Regions from separate parts of the Mus musculus genome. Here all the other regions are linked to region 2. The links are chromatin contacts, called in public HiChIP or PLAC-seq maps. All regions are on one chromosome and are shown on one strand. The core of a region is the stretch at or near the end of the contact, and the rest is flanking DNA. Distances in the headings are between cores, read along the strand shown. Region 1 overlaps Clasp1 (CLIP associating protein 1). Region 2 holds the start of 2900060B14Rik (RIKEN cDNA 2900060B14 gene). Region 3 overlaps Clasp1 (CLIP associating protein 1).

What was found. HiChIP or PLAC-seq counts read pairs in DNA pulled down with a chosen protein or histone mark.
Region 1: a contact with region 2 is called in an H3K27ac HiChIP or PLAC-seq map of the HPC-7 cell line, with 4 times the contacts expected there. The contact joins the enhancer-like site here to the promoter of 2900060B14Rik in region 2. A contact is called at or near these places in 14 of 39 promoter capture datasets (3T3-L1-derived adipocytes, the C10 cell line, the HPC-7 cell line and 9 more), 10 of 484 Hi-C or Micro-C datasets (the AML12 cell line, the G1E-ER4 cell line, LSK cells and 7 more), 5 of 115 datasets of contacts at active chromatin or transcription factors (the HPC-7 cell line, cardiomyocytes, embryonic stem cells and 1 more) and 3 of 9 other capture datasets (adipose tissue, liver and pancreatic islet).
Region 3: a contact with region 2 is called in an H3K27ac HiChIP or PLAC-seq map of embryonic stem cells, with 13 read pairs. The contact joins the enhancer-like site here to the promoter of 2900060B14Rik in region 2. A contact is called at or near these places in 14 of 39 promoter capture datasets (the C10 cell line, the HPC-7 cell line, cranial neural crest and 8 more), 102 of 484 Hi-C or Micro-C datasets (3T3-L1-derived adipocytes, the 63-12 cell line, the AML12 cell line and 62 more), 29 of 115 datasets of contacts at active chromatin or transcription factors (the 230-238 cell line, the HPC-7 cell line, Th17 cells and 18 more) and 4 of 9 other capture datasets (adipose tissue, embryonic tail, liver and 1 more).

Annotation. Positions count from the first base shown.
Region 1 is chr1:118,420,076-118,422,775 of GRCm38.p6, forward strand. The region is part of intron 2 of Clasp1 (CLIP associating protein 1); the gene reads left to right. Among named protein-coding and RNA genes, the nearest start is that of Gm26080, 32 kb to the right of the region's middle. Within about 2 kb of position 1,301, at least 26 of the 459 cell types and tissues checked have an H3K27ac peak or open chromatin away from gene starts, as enhancers often do. A contact at or near this core is called in the HPC-7 cell line, LSK cells and hematopoietic stem and progenitor cells, where this site is marked.
Region 2 is chr1:118,457,816-118,460,515 of GRCm38.p6, forward strand. It overlaps 2900060B14Rik (RIKEN cDNA 2900060B14 gene), which reads right to left and starts at 1,450. Exons shown (of 1, transcript NR_027901.1): 1 at 854-1,450. Clasp1 (CLIP associating protein 1) reads left to right here. Exons shown (of 43, transcript NM_001359328.1): 3 at 1,986-2,064.
Region 3 is chr1:118,401,389-118,404,088 of GRCm38.p6, forward strand. The region is part of intron 1 of Clasp1 (CLIP associating protein 1); the gene reads left to right. Among named protein-coding and RNA genes, the nearest start is that of Clasp1, 14 kb to the left of the region's middle. Within about 2 kb of position 1,358, at least 28 of the 459 cell types and tissues checked have an H3K27ac peak or open chromatin away from gene starts, as enhancers often do. A contact at or near this core is called in the 63-12 cell line, B cells, the G1E-ER4 cell line and 5 more, where this site is marked.

The DNA of each region.
Region 1 (2,700 bases), core at 51-2,550, 38 kb before region 2:
TGGGGGCGATTGTCTTGAAAGTTATGGGAAAACATGAGGGAAGGTATGTGGGTGTTTACAAACATTTGCAGCCTTGAAGATGAAGTTTATATCATGTTTTGTGGGGAGGAGACTTTGACATGGTGGTGAGCAGCCGTTCATGAATAAGAGGTGTCTTCACTGATCTCTCAGGGATCAGAGTGTATAGCATTTTACTTTCAAATTACTGTTTTGAAGTCTACTGGGACCTGGCCAGAAACAATTTGGGTTGTCAAGGAGTGCCTTTGACCCATGGGTAGTGGTGTAGAAGAGATAGTTTTCAGATGTGAAGATTAGAGCTCTTATAACATAGGTGGGGAGTGGGAGTGGGAGGGTGTGTGGAGGAGGTGGCTATCCACAGATTATTTATGTTGTGAGCATTTTACCATTCAGGGTTGAGCTTCATGAATGCAAACTACAGGGTGCTTGAAGCCCTGGAGAGGTGTCCTTGCCTTAGTCCCTCCTGCATCTTTCCTCTCATCCCTTGACATCAGGGTTCAATTAACAGGGGAAGGAAGCTTTCTGTTCTGTAGACTTTGTTAAGGGGCCCCAGACGCCTGGTCTCTTGCAGATCTTTACTGACTCAGGCTGATCTGGATATCGGAACTGGTGCTTACAGAATTCCTCTTGCTTTGCTTCCCACATGCTTTTAAGCCCCAGTCTGAACCAAGAGCGCTGAGCTCCTATGTTTCTTGAAGATGTTACTAGCACATAGTAGTTCATTCACCCTTGGGTTTATAGTTTTCCTTCTTTTTTTTTTTTTTTTTTTTTTTTTTTTGGTTTTTTGAGACAGGGTTTCTCTGTGTAGCCCTGGCTGTCCTGGAACTCACTTTGAAGACCAGGCTGGCCTCGAAATCAGAAATCCGCTTGCCACTGCCTCCCAAGTGCTGGGATCAAAAGTGTGTGCCACCACGCCCAACTCCTTCCTGTCGTTGAAGCTGAGCTGAGATCCTGTCTGTCTTACTTATTGGGCAGAAGTTAACAAGTGCATCCCATGGCCAGGCTGCCTGGTACTCTCAGGTCAGACAGAGTCCACTTGTGCTTTTGAGGGCTCATAGGCTACCTTGTCTGTCTGTATCATGGCTCCAGTACTCCTGTGTGTATATCAAGAAGCATTTGGTAGAAACTGAAGGGTACTGTAAGGAAATTTAGCAAGCCTGGTATTAGCTAAGGTAATATCTCTGAGGAAGAAGAATGCTTTCAGAAGCTTGAAGCCGACCTTGTGCATGCCCCCTGGCCAGTTGGCCTTACTTCCTCCTTCCCTTCCTGCAGTGCCACCAGGCAGTGCCACCTGGCAATGTCCTCGGATGCCTGTCCATGTTGACTTAACTGCTGTTCTCTGCAAAGGTGCTTCCTCCCTCCCCTGAGGCCAGTTGTATTCACTTGAGTTGAGAGGTACTTGAGTTGAGGCTGACTGTCCTAGGAAGGGGCCGGTTTAAGGTTGGGACTGGAATAATACTGCTGTTAATTAGCAACTTGTGGAGCCTGTTTCACTGAGCAATGTAATGTCTCAGGTTCCCCATTTATCATGCCAGGATAACCAAATTATTTACTAATAATTAAAGATTATTTTTATTTTGTGTATGAATGTTTGCCTGCATGTTTGTTTGGGTACTACACATATATGGTGCCCGTGGAGGAGAGATGAGGGCATCAGATCTCTTTGAACTGGAGTTACAGATGATTTTGAGCTACATGTGGATGCTGGGAACCAAACGTGGGTTCTTTGCAAAATCAGTTAATGCTCTTAACCTCTAGGCCTCTGTTTCAGCCTCTTAAAAGGTTGGTGTGTGTGTGTGTGTGTGTGTGTGTGTGTGTGTGTGTGTATCTGAGTGTGTGTGTGCATGTTTGTGTGTATGGGAGTGTGCATATGCCATGGTGTGTGTGTGTGTGTGTGTGTGTGTGTGTGCATGTTTGTGTGTATGTGAGTGTGCATATGCCATGGTGTGTGTGCAGGTTGGAGAACAGCATCAGGTGTTAGTCCTTACCTTCCTTTCCCTTGGTTTAAGACAGGGTCACTTCTTGCTCACTACTGTTGCATATAGCAGGTTAGCTGACGTATACACTTCTGGGTGAGAGCCTTCTGATTCCACCTCTCATCTTCCCATAGATTATAAATGCACCTCCATGTCTAGCTTTTATGTGGTTCTGGGAAGCTGAGCTCAGGTCCTTGTGCATGTGTGGCAAGCGCTTTATCCCCTAAGCCGTCTCCCCAGTCAGATAATAAAGTTTTTATGAGCCCTGAATGAGAGAGTGGGTCTCAGTTATTTCTTGCCTGCTGCATACTAAGCTCCTTAGTGGTGGCTCCTGTCTAGTGGGGGTGCTGGTTAGAACTTGTGATTGCTTCCCTACTCAGGTACAGCATGTGGCTGCATGAACTACATGGGATTCTGAGCAAGGCACACATAAGCAGCACTACTGCCTGCAGAATCTGGAGAATTCAGTATTTTCAGAATGGATTTGTAAAGTCACAGGACAGAAGGTTTAGGACTTAGCACTCAGGAGCAGTTCTTTTATCTTTGCTCTTCCATGTTCTCTCTCCTTCCCTCCACTTTCCTCGCCTGCCCTTTTTTTTCTTATCTCTTCTTTTTGATACAGGGTCTTCTGTGTAGCCCAGACTGGCCTGAACTTTGCTGATCTTCCTCCTGTCTCCAGTTTCCAAGTGCTGGGATGACAGCAGGT
Region 2 (2,700 bases), core at 200-2,699:
TCACATCCAGAGCAGAATTGCTGGATCATACAGTTCAGTTCTATTTAATTTTCTGAAGACATTTTGCACACTGATTTTCATTTTGCATCTCCAACAGCAGTGTGCAGTTCCTATTTCTTTGTGCTGTCACTCCCTGCCTCCCTTGCTCTCTCCCTCCCTCCCTCCCTCCCTTTTCCTTTGTAGTAGCCTATAGTGATTGTCAGCTGTTGCTTTTTACCACTGCTCTGTCTGTCAGAGCATCTGTCTCTGCTGTGCACCTGCGCTTTGGGGGTCTCTAACCCTTTGCTTCCTTGGGCTGCACTTGGAGCTTTCCTGTTTAATTTCTCTTGCTCTATGTACACTGAACTTTCAATGGAGCCCATTCTTTGGCTCTTAAGTTGGTTTGTTTATTATTTGGTTCTTTCAAAACAAAACAAAACAATATCTGGAAAAAGTCATTTTCCTTTTCCCAGGCAAATTAAGAAACTATAAAAAATTTGTCTTCACTGTGGCAGTTTCTCGGTATCCTTGGTTTTGGCCCTGACAGCGACGCACTGGGCAGGTGTTTGAGTTTCCCTCATATTTTCCTTGAGATTACTCACAGCTTGTGGGCTTTAAAGAGACTGTGACAGAGGTGAAGTGTGCATTATATTATACCAAGCTTACATCACCAGCATGACTTAGCATTGTTTAAGCTGACCTTGGTCACCTGGCTGAGGTAATAGTTTGTCAGGTTTCTGTACTGTAAAATTACCTCCCATTCCTACTGTGCTCTTTGGAAGGAAGCCAAACTAAGGAAACTTAAATCCTGTGGCTCAAAAGTAAGACCTTTGTTTGTTTTTGTTTTTTTGGTTTTTTTTTTTTTTTTTTTTTTGCTTTGTTTTAAAGAAAATGCTCATAAATAGAACTATTTTAAAAGTTGGGAGAAAAAAGGGCCCCGGGAAGTGGTACATGCCTTTAATTTTAGCAGTCGGGAGCTACAAGTTTGAGGCCAGCAGGGGCTACATGCTAAGGGCTACATAGACTCTGCGCCTCAAAAGAATTATACACTTTCAAGTATCTAATTCCTCCCAGTGCTGGCTTGGTGTTTGAATTAGTATATAGATTTACTTGTAAGCTGGATGAAAACCCAAATACGGAACCCTTTATCTGTATTACAACATTTTCCAAAGGGAGCGCTTCTTAGTGTATCACAGTCTTAGGGCAGCGGTGAGAAAGCTGGTCTCCAGTAATTACTGTCCGGCTGCCCTCTAGCATACAATAAAGGAACTGCGAGGAGGGCAACAGTACACACGCGGCTACTTTAATCTTTAAATGTTTAGGTAAGGAAGAGAGGTTTTGTGGTTTTTTCCAAAAATTGCACCAAGGTAAAGCAGAGCTCTAACCGATGCAGGTGTGTTGTCAGGCGTTAGCAGTACTGCCCTCACTACGCGTTCATTGGACAGTAGCGCAACCCCAAGAAAAGGATGGTTGCTTGCAACCACGCGCGCCCGGCAGCCAGAAAGCTCTAAGTCCGGGTTTGGTTGCGGTGACCACCGCAGGAGGCCTACCCCAACCTGCCCGGTGTACAGTATTTTCTTCGACTGCTGCTTCCCACGTCGAATACCCTTTCTGTTTTTCTGAAACTCCCAAGGGGCTTTCTGAAGCCTGCTTGTCTTTACCCAGAAGGCCGCGCGTCACAAGTCTGAAAATTTGCATACACGCCTTTCTGGGCGGGGCCGGAGGGAGGCTTAGAGTTAGCAATTTGGGGGGAGGGTGCGACCTGGTAAATTTGCATACGCAACTCAAGGAGAGGGCGGGGCCGCAGTAGGCTCCTCTAGGTCGTGCTGCTTCAGTGGAGTTCCGCTTCGGCGAGTTTTTCTTCCAAACGGTAGCGGGTTTTTCCGTGCCGAGTACCCTTTCCTGACCAGCCAGCTCAGTCTTCCCAGTCGCTGGGCGCCCGCGGGGACCAGCTATGTCAGCGCCATCCCACTGCACCGCTGACGCTGTGCTTCTTTGCGTTGCAGGTGGTTCTCTTGGGCATGGACATCCTGTCGGCACTGGTGACTAGGCTGCAGGACCGGTTCAAGGCGCAAATCGGCACAGGTGAGCCTTAGCTAGCATAGCAGGCTCTCATCCTTCCGTCCCACCCTGGACTCACCCCACATCGTGGCCTCACCGCCCCTAAACTGGTACCTTCCCCTCTAAACCCGAATTATTATAATATTGCCAATTGAGGATTTTTATGCCAGTTTAGACATCAGCTTGATGCCAGCCAGTACGCATTGTCCTCTCAACCTCCTCGGAGACTCAGTTTTCTTTGAAAAGTCCTACAAAAAAGGAGCCAGTTGGATTTTTCCACCGTTTAGATGTCTCTAAATCAGTGTGTTTCATGGTGGCGATGTAAACACTAAGCAATTCTGTTTATACAACTGTTTCAGTAGCAAATTTCTCTATTCTCTTTTCTTGATTCCCTTTTGTGTGCGCAGTGGGTGAATAGAATCTATGTCCTCTGTATGCCAGCAAGCAATAACCACTGAGCCACAGTGTCAGCTGGAATTCTCCACTAGTGTTCATTACCAGTGTCTGTCTGTCCTTTTCTTTTTCTGTAGCTTTGCAGTCAGTGCGCTCACTGAGAAGGATGGTGGGATCCTGAAACTTACTGTTAGGAATCTGATGTTTGAACCATTTTCCATTTCCCCCCTACATTAGCTCAGGACTCATGGATTCTCACCAGAGGCC
Region 3 (2,700 bases), core at 108-2,607, 57 kb before region 2:
CTCTCTCAGTAACTTTTATATTTTGCTTTGGACTTTTATTTCATTGCCTCTTGTTTGTTTGTTTGTTTGTTTGTTTTATTTATTATTTGTTTCATTTTTGTTTTCTGAGGTAGGGTTTTTCTGTGTAGCCCTGGCTGTCCTGGAACTAGCTCTGTAGTCCAGACTGGCCTCAAACTCAGAGCTCTGCCTGCCTCTGCCTCCCAAGTGCTGGGATTAAAGGCGTGCACCACCACAGCTCTTCAAGATTTTTAACTGTTCCTGTTAAGTCATATTTTGAAATGTTGGAATCAATGATAGGTTTTAGGAATTTGTGAAATGACCTACTATTTGGTTAAACATGTTAGATAGTATACTAGGAAATACGTTTTATTCCTGACTGCAAAACTGATGTAAGGTTTGGCTGGGGAGTACTTTCCTTGTTGCTTAGACAAAGTCAAGCAACCAAGGGAGGAAGTGTGTATCTCAACAGTCCGCTAGGGAGGGAAAGGCATGGCCGCCAGAGCAGGAGGCAGGTGCTCATGGGGTGCAGCCTACTGTTAGTAAGTAGATAAAAGCCCCTGCCTACCTTGTTTTTCATCTCCCACTTTTTAATTAGAATTTTTATTGCATTTTTAGTTATTTTACTTTGTGGGGGTGGGGTGGGGTCAAAGCTAGCAACACTCAAGTCACAGCACACTTGTAGAGGTCAGAGGACAACTTTCAGGAGTCAGAGCTCTCCTTCCACCATGTGGGGTCCTAGGAATGGAACTCAGGTTGTCATGCTTGGTGGCAGGCACTTTTACTCCCAGAGGCATCTCTTTTCCCTTTCTATCCAGCTCATGGAACGGTGCTGACCACATTCAGGGTCAAGACCTTCCCGTACCAGTTAACCAAAGATAGACCGTTCCCCATAGATGTGCCCTGAGATTTATTTCCTATCGGATTCTAGGACCTATGAAACTGACTATAAATATTAATGATCACAGGGTGATATATGGTAGATATGGTGTTATATGTCTCTAGTCTTACACTCAGGAAGCAGAAGCAGAGGAGTTTGAGTTCAAGGTCAGTCTGGGCTACATGGTGAGACTCTGTCAAAAATTAGGGGGTGATTCTGTATTTGATTTTTCACTTTTTTTTCCTACCCTAACCAGTTTCATTTTAAATAAATACTGAGTTTCAAATTTATTTTCCTTTTTTGCAATGAAGTCTGTGTTTTTCTACCAAAATGGAGTAAACAGCATGAGCAAAGTGTTTTGTCTGGACATTCCAAAGCTGAGCTAGGGAAGGCGTGTCTGCTTTCTCTCTCTCCCGGTCGGGGCCTGTGATCCTGTTTCCCTTACTGTGCTCTTTAGTGCTCACGAGTGTCTAGTGTTACTCGTCCTGGTGACAATCTTCCCTCGGGAGCCCTTTTCGAAACCCACATTCCAGATGTGGTGAAGGAGGCCGAGCTCTGCAGTGTGACCTTGATGTTTTGTTTCCCAGGATGTTTCACTCCAGGTCAGGATTTCTTAGCATCTGAGTAGGGAAACACCTGTGTCATCTTTGGTGCTGTTTGTGTGCCTTTGAGCCTTTTTACCAGTGGACTCAAAGACAGATCATTTCTCTTTCTTTCTTTCTTTTTTTCAAGACAGGGTTTCTCTGTGTAGCCCTGGCTGTCCTGGAACTCACTCTGTAGACCAGGCTTCTCGAACTCAGAAATCCGCCTGTCTCGGCCTCCCAAGTGCTGGGATCAAAGGTGTGCGCCACGACTCCCGGCTTCTCCTTCATTTCCTAGTTCTAAGCAGCAGATCAGAGAGCAGAACAAACACAGCTTTTGAGGGACAGTCAACAAAGTGATTGACCATCTGCTTAAACTCTGGACTGGGGACTTTGTCTGTAAAGTACTGTGTACTCCAGTACTTTCTGTGTACTCCAGAATTCTCTCTGTCTCTCACACACACAAGTGTGAAAAGCTAGGTGTGGTGGCCCAAGTTTGTAATTCCAGTGTTGGGGAAGTGGACAAGTGGATTCCCAGAGCCTCCTAGCCAGCCAGTCTAGCCAATAAGAGATCTTACCTCAAAAATAGATAGATGATAAGCAGACAGACAGATAGATGGATGATAGACAAAGAGACAGACAGACAGACAGACAGATGAATAGGACTGGTGAGAAAGTTCCGTGGGTGAAGGTGCTTGCCACAATTCTGATTACTTCAGTGTAGTCCTTGGGTTTGGAGAAGAGAAACGATCTCCTGAAAGTTGTCCTTTTATCTCTGATCTCCAGAGGCCCTTTATGGCATGCACACACACAATAAAGGGTATGCCCAAGATTGGCCCTGGCCTCCACACCATGTTTATATGTGCACATGCACGTGTAACTCCCCACTCCCATGAGTTTAAACTCCTCTAGTGGGAATGCTGCAGAGAGAGTAGCAGGGGCTTTCTGTTTTCTTTTCCACCTGTGTCTTCTTAGGGAGAGGTTGGGCTGCCTTTATCTGAATTGAATCTGTAGCTCTCTAGCTATATCTTCATGTACCTCTTGCTCATCCAGGAAGTAGTGGGAGTTTATTGTTATTGTTTGTTTTCTATTAATCTATTACACCTCAGGCATGAATTTCCATTCGAGGAGAGCAGCCCTCTAAGGAAAGACGTGCTTCTCAGTGTGCCCCGTCTTAGTGGTGGAGGTGCTCTGTGTGTTGCTTGGCTGATGAGTGTGCTCAGCACATGGCTCTCGACCTAG